2 separate regions of the Anas platyrhynchos genome follow, and region 2 is linked to region 1. Evidence: chromatin contacts called from public Hi-C data. All regions are on one chromosome and are shown on one strand. The core of a region is the stretch at or near the end of the contact, and the rest is flanking DNA. Distances in the headings are between cores, read along the strand shown.

Region 1 (3,085 bases), core at 298-2,797:
AACTGGAACCACTTCTGCCTTAAAAACCCTTCTGTAGCCAGGGGGTAGTGAAGAGATCATAGGGAATCTGATGTGAATCTAATCTCTAAACACTGTTGCTCTCCAGTGTGTGGCATTCGTCAAGAAAGTAAGCCCTCTTTATCCAATTAAAGTGATTTTTGTATGTTTCTTTTACTATAAACTTATTTACAATTGAACACAAAAACTGCACACACACACAAAAAAAGTAATCAATCTAAAAAGAAAAGTTTGAAAAACTTGTGTCAATACTTCTAGTTCATGCTTACTAATCCATGTAGTTGCCACAGCTATTGTTTAAAAATTGTGGTTTTGGTTCCTAACAGAAATATTGTAGCAAGCCACAAAGTCACATAGAGGTTATACAGTGCAAGAATAAATCATCAGCTAACAAAATATCTCCCAAGCAAAATTGTAATCCAGCCTGAGCATAAGTCTGTCTTAATCAGGCATGTGCACAGTCTCATCTAATTTGCAGGGAAAAATTATGCATTTGACACTATGTAAATGTCTTGCTGCAAATGGGCCTTATTCGTAGATACCTTTGGTCACAGAGCCGTACTGTAATGAACTCTCAGTGGAGGCTGAAGGTGGAAACTGGGAACAAAGCTAGTGTTTCCTCTTCACTGACGAATGCTAAAAGTTTTTACACAGCTCAGAAGAGCACTGAGGCAAATGGAGAAGGCAGAGCTGCTAAGGAAGTTGAAGCCCAGCCCTAAGTATGAGATCAGGCCCTGTGCAACTCCCACCAGGTCCATAAAGCCCATGAGGAGGGGACGAGCTCCCTGGGACAGACGTGGGAAGGGAGTCAGCGCCTCGCCAACAGTTGTGTAGCTGACAGACCTCAGTAATTTGTGTTTGCCACTGCTCTTCCATGGCCACATGTGCTGACCAGTCCTAAGCAGGGGTCAAACACCCTTACAAGAACCTAAATATGCCTTGGCTCACTGATTAACCTCCACGGTGAAACGTAGTATAATTTCAGACATATTTTTTCTGGCTCCCATGACATCAGAACTCTTCTGGCTGTTGTATATAATTATAAAAATGTCCCTCTGACTTCTTGTTGCTGAAAATACACAGGCTGTTCTGTTTGTTGTTTTGTTTTGTAAAAAAAAAAAAAAAAAAAAAATTGTTCTCTCCGTCTTGTTTTTCTATTTTTGGCAGGTTCTGCCATGGAAGCTGTGGCAATTACTACAGCTGAAGTTGGACTAAGACTTAAGGTGACACCCTCTAGAATGAAGCTCTATAAAGGTACCTGGGCTTTAGTTTCCCTCCAGGGTTTAATACTAGCTCTTTCGTTTATATAGTACTCTTCATCAGAACAAGAAACACTGCTTGTTTGTAACTGATGCTGTCTACGATCTTACTAGCTTTAACCACAGAGTAAACTAACACTGCAGAAGGAGATGCAGAGTGGCAGAAAGGGAGTAGGCATCGAAGTACACCATGCAAGAGCCTGAGTAATGGGCAAAAAATGGGAGTATAACCCTATGACCATATTTAGTTTCCACATGTGAATCTTGGCTGGCTGAAAGCTGCCCCGAATGCCAGCAAAGCCTGAGAAGCTGGAAATCTTTCACTGTGCATACAAGCAGAGTCATGACTCACGCAGAAGAGAAATAGTTTTCTTTTGCAAGAGGAACATTTTTCGTTATTGACCAGGGAGACACCCAAAAATAGCTTTGCTTTCTGAGTGAGTCTGTCAATACACAGCAACACTGTGGAGGTACAAAAACTGAAGAAACTCCAGGAATTTGCTAATAAGAAGTAGAAATCTGTGTTTAAAGAGAGTAAGCCAAATTCACTGAACATGTCAAATCCTTAAAGACGATGAATTAAAATTAAGGTAGCTTGGACTGTTCAATAAATTCCAAATGTCAGACAAAGAAATGAAATGACGGTCCAAAGAATATTAATGCAAGATATTTAAAATGCTGTGCAATTTAATCTCTTTGAGTAGGGAGCTCATTGTATAATCTCATTTACATTGTGTTTTATTTCTGATGTAATACATTTTCAGCATCAAAAGTGAAGCAGCATTCAACTTCTGTGAAAGATAAAGCACTCTTGATGCTTCTTGGAAAGGAAGAGCACTTCCGAGAATCACAGATTTTTTGAGCCTGTTTCCACCAAAACCATTGGAATTTTCCAAATTATTTCAATGGAAACTGAAATAAGCCAAGGGAAATCCCACCCCACGGTGAGGGAGAACATCATTAAAAGGTATGAGTAATCAGAGAAAAAGGCAAACAGGACTTATTTCAATGCTTTTTATTTTTTTTTTTCCTTCATGGTTTGCTCCAGTGACCCTCATCTTCTGATCTTAGAGTCCTTTTCCAACCTAAATGATTCTGTGATTCTAACGTTTATGAATGATACTGACCTAAACCAGCTGAAAATTAGGCTCTCGTCAACCAAAATGAGCTCACTAAGCTTAACACATCTTCCATCATGTTTACCCTGCTGTGATCTGGCTTTCTCCAAAGCACCAAATTTCACCCACAACAGCAAGAGAGCGCAACCAGCCCCGGGCAGCAGGCCCCGTTTGGTGAGGCACAGCACAGGGTGCTACGGGGGCAAACGTCTCAGCTAAAAGGAGCACTTTGGCTGTATTTATCTTTGCTTAATCCACGAGGACACGCGTTGTGCGGTCAGAAAGCGCCGCTCTTGGGTTTTAGTCTAAATTAGGGAGAAAATCCACGGCCAAGCAGGCAGCCAGCAGCAGGCCGCACCCCCGGGGCACGGAGCCTGGTGTAACCGCGGGCAGCTCCGCAAGGCGAGGCTGCCCTCTCCTGGCTAACCGCGGCGGCCTGCTCGGGAGAAAACGCTCTGGAGCTCAGGAGGGAACGAGTTGGATCCCGCTTAATCCCATTTCTTTCTTTTTTCTGTTTTTTTAAATCAGAACACCTCAATATGAACCTAGCAACGGGGCTCGCTCTGGCTTACAGGGGGGGTTCTTAACCCCGCACTCGCAATGATGCATCTGCCTACATGGTGTCTGGAATAAAAAGTACTGCCATGAATATGCTAAATCGAGAAATCCAAATAAACAGACTGTAACTCA
Region 2 (3,085 bases), core at 359-2,858, 120 kb before region 1:
AGAGGCAAGACCCTGGGAAATGCTGAGCGGAAAAAAAGAAGACTTGAACTGAAAGAGAAAATAGATGTTCTGACGCTTTTCAGGAAGGAATAAGCTGAGGAGGGGGCTGTAAGTCCAGGAATCTGCGTGGGAGTGGAACACAATATGATCACAAAACTGGACAGAAGGAGGAGGCTCAGGGGAATTGTTTTAGAAAGATCACGAGGAGAGTGGGAAAAGGGAAGAAAGTGAAATGAGCTCAGAGAGATAATGCTGAATCATGGAAGTGGTCTGGAATAATTTTGACACTATAAAAAGGTAGAAAACATAAGATCTTGAGTTTAGGGATCGGGTTGCAATAATCAAAAAAATCAAGATGTGAGACAATTAGAAGGCAAGTGATAAGGAAAGGTTCTTCAGTGGTGCTCTATGCTACTGCTGCTGCATTCTTGTGATGTAACTAAAATCACATCAGTAACACCTGTACATTGATTAATAGATGTACCCCATTTAAAATAAAAATAAAAATAAAATATTTGTAGATTGATATTGGCCTATGTTCTATGTTGAAATTCGCAGTCTGAGGTTAATTTTATGACACTTCTAGGAAGTGACTCTGATTCTGAGGAATCTGGTCAGGAATATACCACAGGACTAGTGATAGAAGGCATCTGAAAAATGAGTAGATCCCATGTTTTCAAACAAGCAGGACACTAATTATTAAAATTTTCCAAAACCTAAAGGCATCCAGCCCTTGTACCAAATGTTCATGAAATGGTAACACTTTACTCCAGCAAAACAATAGCAAAAGTGTTACATGCCTTTTAGCTGTGAATTCAGGGTTTGAGAGTTTGTAAGATTTAAGTTGAAGAGGGGTTATTAGCCCAATCCCCTGCTCGCAGCAGGACAAATTTCAAGGCTATATCAAGTTGCTCAGGGTCTTCTCCTGTGATAGTCACAGACCCACCTATGCCAACAATGGGTGCAGTTCAATTCTTTGGATCTCACAGCCTGCTCTGGTTTTAACCATCACATAGCAGAAAAAGGTGCTGACCAGGTGTTATTTCTCCCTCTGGCTGAGGTCATTGCTCTTTTGTGTCTTCCTTAATTAAGCCCAAAGCCCCCAGTTAAGAGTTGCAGCTGGATCCTAGGACTCAAGAAGCATTCCCAAGTACCTGAACCAAGGCAGCTTAGCTCCCAGGAGTTTTGTGATTAATTAACAATCTCTATTAATTATTGAGCTATATTATATTACGGTGCAGCACTTGATCCCTTATAGACTTTAGAGAATCTAACTGGGAAACCATACTTACAAATGTGTTTATGACTTCTGCCCAAGTCTGCATCTTATTAGACAGCAGAGAACCCGTATGGGAGAGAACTCCCATCTGAGGTTTTTCTGTTGTTTGGTACGTAAACTCTGACTAAAGCATTTCCCGTGGTTAGGGAATTCATTATATCTTATTTGCCCATGTGAATTTTCTCTGGCCTCTCAGAGACTGAGGCTCAGCATTAGCAGACAAATCTTGTTTTGCAACTTAGAGAAAACTTGTAGAAACTTAGTACGTGTTAGAGCTCTCTCCTGCTGCCAAGTTTTGTTGAGGTTACAGGAGGAACTCCTCTGCCTCCCTGCCTTGCTCTCACACACGCATTCCCACATGAAAAATGCACCCATGGCTCTGTCTATCTGAAGAGCCTTTCTAAAGCGCCTTGCCTGGCACATTAATGGGGTGCACACCCGTTTCAATCTGATACTAGTAAGCTTCAGAACAGGCTGAAAAAAAAAACAAAAAAAAAAAAAAAAAAACAAAACAAAACAAAACAAAAAAACACGTTCAGCATTTTCTACCAGTGTGTTTTTGTGGACTGACCCTCTGTTCAGCATGCTGGTTATTTTGACACAATCTTTTTCCATATTTCAAATTCTGGACCTAAAATACATGTTCTGACAGCTAAGATTTAGGTGTCTGCACCTCTATGGGGTCCCCAGCTGCAAACAAACAAGTTAGATTATATAGGAATGTGACTCAATGGAAGCTGTTGGGGGCTTAGCTGTTGTTTCAGTTGGATGCAGGTCTTTGTCAAGGAAAACATGAAGAAGGACAAAAGAAGCCATAGTTTTCAAGTTTAACAAGCTTTTCCAGTTTAAACAAGCTGGGAGGCATTTTATAACAAATAATTCTGAAAGTGGATCCAGGACAGAATTTGGGATTAATCGGTAAGAATGAAATCAGTAAACAGTTCCTCAGTTCTTAGAAAACATTTTAATGACCTTCCAGAATGTGAAGCCAGAACACTGTGGGCAGAATGCAAACAGCATCTCTCTCATTCCAGGAATTCAATGCACATTTTTAAATCAGAAAATTCTCTATATGAAGTGCATTCAGATTTTTTTCAGACTGCTTTTGTGCACTTGCATCGATTCCATCACTTCATTTTTTGTTTTGTATGTTGGCGGAATGATCTCTAAAACTGCATATTCCTTTACAGATTTCTTACAACAAACAAATGGACCCTTGGCTCCTTCCAACTCAGTCATAATGTGCAACAGCACTAATATAAGCTGGAATCCTTTTTCTGTTATACTTTCTTCCTCTCTAAAGGCATGATTTAGTAGACTGCAGACTATGACTAGAAAGCAGAAACAGTTGACATGCCATTCTAGGCCTCTGTTAAATGCAATGGGGCATTGTCTAAATTCCTTGGGCATTCTGTTCCTCAGCTAGCATCCCATGTAAGCTGGGTGTAATAGCAACATCACAGTGGTATTTTGAGACTTGGTTCACTTTAGCTGGTGAAGTTTGTTGAACTGTAAATTGTATAGCTGCAGCTGTTACTGTGCAAGAGGTCTTAGCAGTTTTTTTTCTGATTTTTTATATATTTTCTTCTTTTTGGCATTCTGATACAAAACTGCCAAACAGAATCCGAGGTTTACATTTATGAGGCCTGTAATCATTCCATGAAGTTCAAGAAATCTGGCAGTGATCTGGAAAACTTAGGAGGTAATAAAAGGTTACCAGCAGGAATGCAGAGTTGCCTTGTATGGTAGCAGAGAGAAGAACCAGTGCATATTTCGATAATACAGTGCAGCTCTTGTCTTTGGGGT

What was found. Hi-C and Micro-C count contacts between places; a contact is called where the count stands out from the background.
Region 2: a Hi-C map of subcutaneous adipose tissue shows a contact between it and region 1, with 5 times the contacts expected there. The contact joins two enhancer-like sites. A contact is called at or near these places in 6 of 8 Hi-C or Micro-C datasets (F1 follicle, F5 follicle, liver and 2 more).

What each region holds. Positions count from the first base shown.
Region 1 is chr1:26,610,428-26,613,512 of IASCAAS_PekinDuck_T2T, reverse strand. MET (MET proto-oncogene, receptor tyrosine kinase) reads left to right here. Exons shown (of 27, transcript XM_038173479.2): 2 at 1,186-1,272. Among named protein-coding and RNA genes, the nearest start is that of MET, 24 kb to the left of the region's middle. Within about 2 kb of position 1,547, at least 3 of the 8 cell types and tissues checked have an H3K27ac peak or open chromatin away from gene starts, as enhancers often do. A contact at or near this core is called in subcutaneous adipose tissue, where this site is marked.
Region 2 is chr1:26,734,119-26,737,203 of IASCAAS_PekinDuck_T2T, reverse strand. No RefSeq gene overlaps it. Among named protein-coding and RNA genes, the nearest start is that of TES, 34 kb to the left of the region's middle. Within about 2 kb of position 1,608, at least 3 of the 8 cell types and tissues checked have an H3K27ac peak or open chromatin away from gene starts, as enhancers often do. A contact at or near this core is called in subcutaneous adipose tissue, where this site is marked.